Linked DNA regions of Anser cygnoides: region 1 is linked to region 2. A link is a contact called in public Hi-C data. All regions are on one chromosome and are shown on one strand. Each heading gives the region's core, a stretch centred on a gene start, on an enhancer-like site or on the middle of the called end of the contact. The rest is flanking DNA. Distances are from core to core; before and after follow the strand shown. Region 1 has its middle 49 kb from the start of VEGFA. Region 2 overlaps TMEM63B (transmembrane protein 63B).

Region 1 (3,949 bases), core at 119-2,618, 290 kb after region 2:
CACAATCCCTCTGCCTTGGGACACAGTGCCAGGAGATAGCCTCATGTGGTTACGTGATACACATGCACCCTCCAAGGCCACAAGTCACAAGCCAAGGCGGAGCTCAGAGCAATGACCATGCTCTCCTCCCTCCTCGGTCTCAGCACGGAGACTGAGAACATCTCCAGAGACACGGCAGCCTGGTGTCTTGGAGTAAAGGCATAAGGTTTGCTGCATGCTGTGCGCTTTCTGGGGCATGGGACAGAAAGGTTTCTTTGAGATCTGAGGGTAGGGCCCACATTTGTGTGCAACTGAACAGCCAACAGTATATGGTACGATGCACAAACTCCTCACAGACACCGGTGATGGCTGGCTCAGCAAGCCTGGCTCACCTCTTGACACTTACTTGCAAAAGGAAGGATTTTTCCCTTTAATAAGCAAAGAGGAAAACTGGCTAAAGTGACCCTTGTGAGGTCAATCCCTCTCCCTCACCACAACCCCAGCATCTACTCCATCATAACACAGTACTGCATGTGTTGCGTTATTTCATCTTTGGGAAGATCTTGAGGGGAAAGCAAAGAAGCGTCTTTGTGGAAATGTCACGTAGCTTGCCACCAAAGCAGCAGCTCAGCCGCTTGCTGCCTACCCTGGACTGGCACAGCCCTGGGAGCACGTGGGCTACGTAAGAATACCGGGTCCCCTCCCTGGGGAAGGCTGCCAAGAAAGCTTGATTAATGCTCAGCAAGGTGATTGACCTTCCATGGTGAGCCTGAGCAGGGAGTGGTTGGTGCGAAAAGAGGCTGTGATTTCAGGGTATAAAAGAACGGTACGGGAAATACGGGAATTAAGTATTTTGGGCAGGATGAACCGTTGCAGTCTCTCTTGGAAAGGAGCAGGGGTTGAGGAGGAATGAGCCTGGGGAAGGCAATGTCTGCAGGGGGGAGGATGATGGAAGAAAAGACGAAGTTAGAAGTCCCACGGGAGGGTGAGCCTGCCTGAGGCTGAAGGCTTGGGAATTTGCTGGGGCTCAGTCATGGGGGAGCATGCCTGGCCAGAGCTTCATGTGAGCACCCAGGAGGTTTCAGGGAGCTCTGGTGGGACAGCTCAGGGGGCAGAAGCTGCTCTGACAGCCACAGTAACATCCTAAAGGGGAGGCATCACCCTTCTGCACCCAAAAGGATCCCTCTGGGTCACCAAAATGATGTACCTGGACAGCAGGGACTCCAGGAATGACAGTCCCTGTAGTAGGTAGTATTTGTGCATACGTGAGATGACAGTGGCTCTTCTGGACAGGGATAGCTTACTTATGGGCCTGTCCTGCAACCCAGTCTGTGATTCCTCAGGCTCAAGATCTAGAAAATACAACAAACTGTGTCACCTCATCTCAGTCTCTTAGCTCTAATCCTTCACGTTTATACCATGCTGCCTACCAGGGCAACTAACTCTTAACCTGCACAGGGTCTTGCTCCGTGAAGGCTGCTCTCACCACGGGAGCCACAACCTGTGGCCTGAGCCACAACATGTGGCCTGAGCCACAATGTGAGTCCTGAGCCACAATGTGAGGCCTGAGCCACAACATGAGGCCTGAGCCACAACGTGAGGCCTGAGCCACAACATGAGGCCTGATCCACCTGCAGGACCTCCCTTCCCCGCCGTCACTGCCAGGCTGACGGAAGCGGTGGAAACGCTACGCCCATGCGTGGTCTTGACCCCTGGCACAGCGTTGTTGCTGTTTCCACTTTTATTCAGTACGGTTTCCTGGATAAATGGCTCGATTCTCCTCTCCTGACCCTCTGTAAATATTATTTCAAGGGTTCCTTTGAAATTATATAAACAATCACCCGTTTTCGACTTTCACACAGTATTTTTGTCGCCCTTTAATATGCAGATATATATTCATGGCCCTGACTAAGTTAACATTCTCCTCCAGTGGTTCCCACTTCTGTGCTGCTTTATTTACCTCTTAAGCAACAGGTTATTGCCTTTCACTTGCGGCCTTGAATTTCTCATATCCCAAATAATTTCATGGGATTTTAGTTGCAGCAATGACCAAGGGATTCTCATAGCATTGGAGGCCTGTGCCTGACTTTCATAGATATCAAGGATCTTGTCAAAAAATCCCAGCTCACCAAGGTTTTCTTCTTTGAAGAACTAAAGCTCTGAGTCTTAATATTTTATATTACTGTGGGATGTGAGTGACTGAGGAGAAACCTTCTTTTGGGTGCCTGAAAGTTTGTCTTTTTTACCAAAGTGTGTGATTTGGTCCAAGTAAAAGAGATGTTTTCTCCCTGTTACTTTTTATTTATTTATATCATTTTATCTACCATAGCTAGAACACAAATATGTAAGACTGTAAATGTGAAGTGCTGGGGTGAGGCAGCAGAAGCAGTCACCCCATCTCTATTTAAGAATTTAGTGCAACCATAAAAAAGACATTCCTGATAAAATGCTGGAAGTAAAATCTTCAATTGCTGCATCATCATCATAAAGACACTGAGAAATCACTGAGAAGCAAGAATAAAAGAGAGTCTCGGAGGCCTCCAAATTTTGCCGACGTACTACTACTGCTATCTTTTCTGTACATATTAGCTGCCAGCCTGTCTTGAGCAACCTCCCTGAAGCAAGCAACAGACAAGTGTAGCAGCCACAGGCTGTTTTTCCCCTGCTCTTGTCTTCTGCCTGAGGAACTTTGCTCCCTCAGCAAATCCTGACAAAGTATATGGCACTTGAATGAACAGCTTTAACTGTAAACACGGAGCAGGACCAAAGGTGAGATAAACAGGAGGCTGTGAAAAGCAAGCAGCATAACCCAGCAGCTCTCAATGATCCGGGAACAAGGGGCAGAGCTGACGTCCAAGAATTGGACTGAGGCTGATGTTTGCTTGCCCCTGAGATCACAGGACGCTGTTTTGAGGACCCTTTCAATGGGGATCCTGTAGGAAATTTGCTGGCTGTTAACAGCAAGGTGGAAGGGAAGAGCAAATTGAACACCATGACTTAGACCACTGCTTGACCTTTTGCAAGCGAAGAGGGGTGGCAAGGTCCCAGCAGAAAGTCCAGAATTACGATGAGGGAGTTAGCGGGTGACACGTGCTTGGAGAGCTGCATCCCACCCCACTGCAGACATGCCATCAGTCACGGTGGTGAAGCTGCTTCTGCCTGATGTTGTTACTTACCTTCATACCCCACCCAGCAGGGCCATGGCTGAAACCCGTGTCTGCAGGCAATGCTGGCTGGAATGTTTTTAAACATAGCTTTTCCTTCTAAAAGATGTTTTGATTAAATGCATCGTTTTAAATAACAAGATATTGATGTCAATGGAAATTTCCCCTGGCAAAATATGTCAGTATGGGCGTCTTCTCTGTTTTGCGTTGAGAAATGCATTTTCATGAACTTATAAATTTCAAAATTGTATCCCAATTTTTATTGTACTTCTCTTTTACTATATGACAGCACCTCAACATGCACATCACTGGATAAAAGACTTGAAATATTGGAGTTTTATTTCCTTTCTCAAATCATGATGGACAGCTGTTATTTAGTACTAATTAAAAACCTTATCTTTTTTTCACAGATCAAAGTGTCTCCTGTTTGTTTTGTAATGAAGCAGTTTGACACTTTCTGTGTTTGACTTTTTGTCAGACTGTTTTGTTACAAAACAAATAAAAGTCACTTTGATCTGTAAAGAAAGATAAGATTTTTTAATTAGTACTATATAACAGCTGCTCCTAATTTCATTTAAAAATAAAAGAATGGAACGCTTCAAATCTCTTGCCATATTATGCACTACACTTTATTCTAAAACAGCCAGTAATCATGATAAAACACAGAAAGGGCATGAACTAGGATTTCTGACTGGTGCTTTGAAATTCTGGAATGTAAATGAAATACTAAATGTGAAATTCAAAATCCCAAACTGGAAACTGTTGGAAATTCCACTTTGCATGAAAATTCCAAAAATAATTGATTT
Region 2 (3,641 bases), core at 87-2,586:
TTCTCCCAACACAAATCTAGCCTTGGCAGCCGTACGGGCTAATGCTTGTGAAGATATTTCTCCAAGGATCCTCATGCAAAAGAAATCACCCCTGCTCAGGAAAGCTCCTAAGTACACACTTATCTTGAAATGCTCTCACTGAAGTGATCACAACTTAAACACACAGCTAAATTAAAGTGTTTGCCTAAAAAGGGACAGACTCGAGCACTGTGCTCTGCTTCAAGCACCAGCTGTTTTCCAAGACCATTCACTGACCCCAGGCTACGTGTACTGGTTATCAGCCCAGCCCCAGTCGAGCATCTCATGGTAGAGGCAGCAAAGATCAAGTAGCTTAACCAGAATTTGTCTCTGATGATGAGAAATAGGTTCCTGTGGTACACTTTACAGCGACAACTGCCACATGCTGCCTTTGTGTTCATACCCTGAGAGGTCACAGAGCACTGTTTCAGTCACAGTGGGGCCAAACACCTAAAGCCTTGTCCCCTCTCCCTGGCCTACCCTCTCATTTCCCATTACCTTCCAGCACGGCTGCCTCCCATGGCGTTCAAACTGTCTGCAGCAGAAGAGGAAAGCGAGCTTTCTTTGTTTTTAAATAAACACGGCAGTTCGAGAAGCGCCAACTGTTCTGATGAAATTCAGTTTACCCCACTTAAATCAACAAACATTCAGACATCCTCGTAGCTGTCCCATTTTTGCATACCGGGACACGCTTGAACCTTGTTGCCAGACTCGCTACACATCATCAGCGTTAGCGTCAGGGCTTATCAGGCTCTTGGCAAACGCTGCCACACACAACAAACACGGCCTTTGCATTTCTGTTGCTGTTATAGAGCCTTTTTTTTTTTCCAAAATACCCCATAGGTATTCCACAAAAAAAAACAAACAACGGAAAAGGAAAAAAACCACCCCCCCAAAACCTCTTGCTGGGAAGGCGATCTCCAGACACGAAGCGCAGAGCTCCATTACTGTGTGATGGATGACAGTCCTCCCAGCACGCCCTTTCCAGATCACCGTGCAGAAAGACTCGTGCCACTCACCAGAGGTAAGGTAGGAACCATTTAAAGGACATTTTGTCAATGGAGAAGGCACAGCACCACCGCCTCGCCTCACAAACCAGTCAGCATGCTCCCAGGGGGCCTTTAGCCTGGCGCTTCCTAGGCGCCCTCATGGCTCCGAGGGGCCAGCCCGACACTCCAGCAGAGCACCAGGCAGGTTTACCTGCCTTAAACCAGGCCGTGGAAAAGTACAAGGAGGCAGGAGGGCAGCACCTCCTCCAGCCTCCCCCGTGAGGCCGGCCGGCCGCCGCCAAGCTGCCCGCTTGTTTGTGCTCGAGGCCTGTCAGGGTAATCGCGCCACAGCCCCGTAAGCAAGCAGCAAGGCTGGAATTTCCCCCCTGGCAGCCTGCCCTGCTCTGATGCCACCTGACTGGCATCCCGATCAAAGCCTCCGAGGAATCCCGAGTAGGGGAATCAGGGCCAGCCGCCGCACGTGGGGCGGAGGGCAGGGTGCAACGCTGGGGCCACGGTTGACCCTGCTGGGCTCCACGTTGCACTTACACCCGCGTGTCACCTCCTGCTTACAGCAGGTCATCAGACATCCGTGGTCCTGGCAATGCTGTGGGTTTTGAGTTTCATCTGAAAACGGCACACGTGTAGGGACACCCATGTGTGACTGGGCCCAAAGCTTTACCCCGCTACTGCAAATTGTGGCATCCTTGTCTCCGCATTAAACACCTGCAGCCCGAAGCAGCCACGTGCACATCACTCCTTCCTGCTGAATCCCGCTCACTTTCAGGTCTCCGCAGTGCCCCCATCCACACATCAGCAGGGCTGGGGACACCTTTCCAGGGCCAGGTGGAGCAGAGCTGGTGCTCAGGCAGCTTCCCAGCCGTGCCCACTGCGGCCTCATCACACCACAGCCGTGCTCACGGCGCCCAGGCCCAGGTCCTGCGACGCCTGCGCTCGACAGCAGGCAAAGCTCCCAATATAGCATCAGCCACCTATTTATAACACGCTGTTTACCAACACCAAGCGCTCTCTCGGTGGAAGTGAGATGAGTCAAGGGAGCATGAGCGCTCTGGATCCCCCTCCTGTCATGGGAGGATCAGGAGACAGTGGAAGGGTGACCTGTGGTTGATCACCTGCAGCTCCCTCACCAATGGGATCATACTCGAGGGCATGCTCAGTATATATATTTTTTATATCAGACCCCTAAGCTCTGGGTAGATCTTCCTGTTGATTAGATCCACCACACAAGAGCACGAACATCCCCTTTCAGCGTGCTCCAGGCTCTGGAAGCACCGAGTGCCATATGGTCTTCAACACCTGCTTTAATGTGGGGTCTCCAAAAGCCTCCCGACAGCCCGTGACCTTCTTCCAGAAGCTCGATGGAGGGCTGCTGGCTGCTACGGGGCTGTGACAGGGGGGCTCAGGCAGTGCCTGTCTCCTGCAGAGGGACCACGACGCTGCTGGCTGGTGGGCCTCTGGCAAGCACAGCCCCCAGCTGCCACCCTGCCACCCCCACGGAGAGAGGAATGGGATTTCAGGGGATGTAGGCAGCAAGGACATCTGACTGCCTTCGGCGGCAGGCAGAGACGAGCACAACAAAGTTTGTTACGGGTCTCAAAGCAGGGCTGGGTGGGAGAGGGGTTACAAAGCCCAGGCACACGTGACCACCTCTTGTTTTGGGATATTGTCCAGGAGCTAGGCTCCTGAGCAGCAGAAGGCAAGAAGCACTCTCTGCTGCCCAAGGCATACCCCCACCAGGCAGCTAGAAACAGACCCCGCAGTGATGCTGCTGAACTGAGCATCCATATGGTGGCGGATCAGAGCCTTGAAGCCCATCCAGGCAGAACAACCAGTGCCAGCTCCTGGCTCCTCCTAAAGCCACCACCGCATTTTCCATTCCTCCCTCCTGGCTGAGCCCAGCTGTCTCTCCATGCCAGGCTCATTTTTAGAACCTCGCATTTTCCTCTCCTTCTCAGAGAAAGCTATTGCTTTCCTGCCTTCAAACACTCAGCACACCTCCCATCCCACCAAGAGGGTAATGGACCTCCTGGCTCCTTTCCCCTTTGTCATTTCCTGGATCCATCCTCTATGCCATCGCACTTACCAGCTCCAAATGGACTGGAGAGGACGATTAAGAGGCTCGGATCGATTTCTGAGCTTCCACCCCTCCTAAGGGGCACAGGGAGGGCGGTCCCAGTGGCTTTACCAGAAAGCCTCAGCCACGGCTTGATGCGTGTCCAGTTATAGCCTGGAGCCCAAAGGCCTGGCTGGAGCACATCGTGTTAACAACAGGACCGCAGGACATCACCAGACGTAGGCCCTGGGCAGCGCTGGCCAGCCACTCGGGTGCTGGGCCTTCACCTTGGCAGGGTCCTGCTGGGGTGAACGCATGCAGACGCCCACTGGGAAGCAGGCCCATGCCCACCCGCTCCTCCTGGGTGAGTTACATCTGTCCTGTCCCTGCTCGAGGGTTCCACAGGATTAAAACTGAGGATGTTTTTGCATGGTTCCCCAGCTGCTTACAGGAGTAACTGCAAAGGCACAAGTTTCAGTCTGCCCCCACCGGCTCAGGTCAGCTCTGGGCAGCCAGGGAGATGCCGGAGTGGCTCCCTGCCTGCACATCCAGGCGAGCAG

Evidence for each region. A called contact is a pair of places that touch in the nucleus more often than the background predicts.
Region 1: a contact with region 2 is called in a Hi-C map of liver, with 2.2 times the contacts expected there. The contact joins two enhancer-like sites. A contact is called at or near these places in 2 of 7 Hi-C or Micro-C datasets (both in liver).

What each region holds. Positions count from the first base shown.
Region 1 is chr3:34,210,448-34,214,396 of Taihu_goose_T2T_genome, forward strand. No RefSeq gene overlaps it. Among named protein-coding and RNA genes, the nearest start is that of VEGFA, 49 kb to the right of the region's middle. Within about 2 kb of position 1,369, at least 1 of the 3 cell types and tissues checked has open chromatin away from gene starts, as enhancers often do. A contact at or near this core is called in liver, where this site is marked.
Region 2 is chr3:33,920,190-33,923,830 of Taihu_goose_T2T_genome, forward strand. All of the region lies in intron 1 of TMEM63B (transmembrane protein 63B), which reads right to left. Among named protein-coding and RNA genes, the nearest start is that of MRPL14, 8.1 kb to the right of the region's middle. Within about 2 kb of position 1,337, at least 2 of the 3 cell types and tissues checked have open chromatin away from gene starts, as enhancers often do. A contact at or near this core is called in liver, where this site is marked.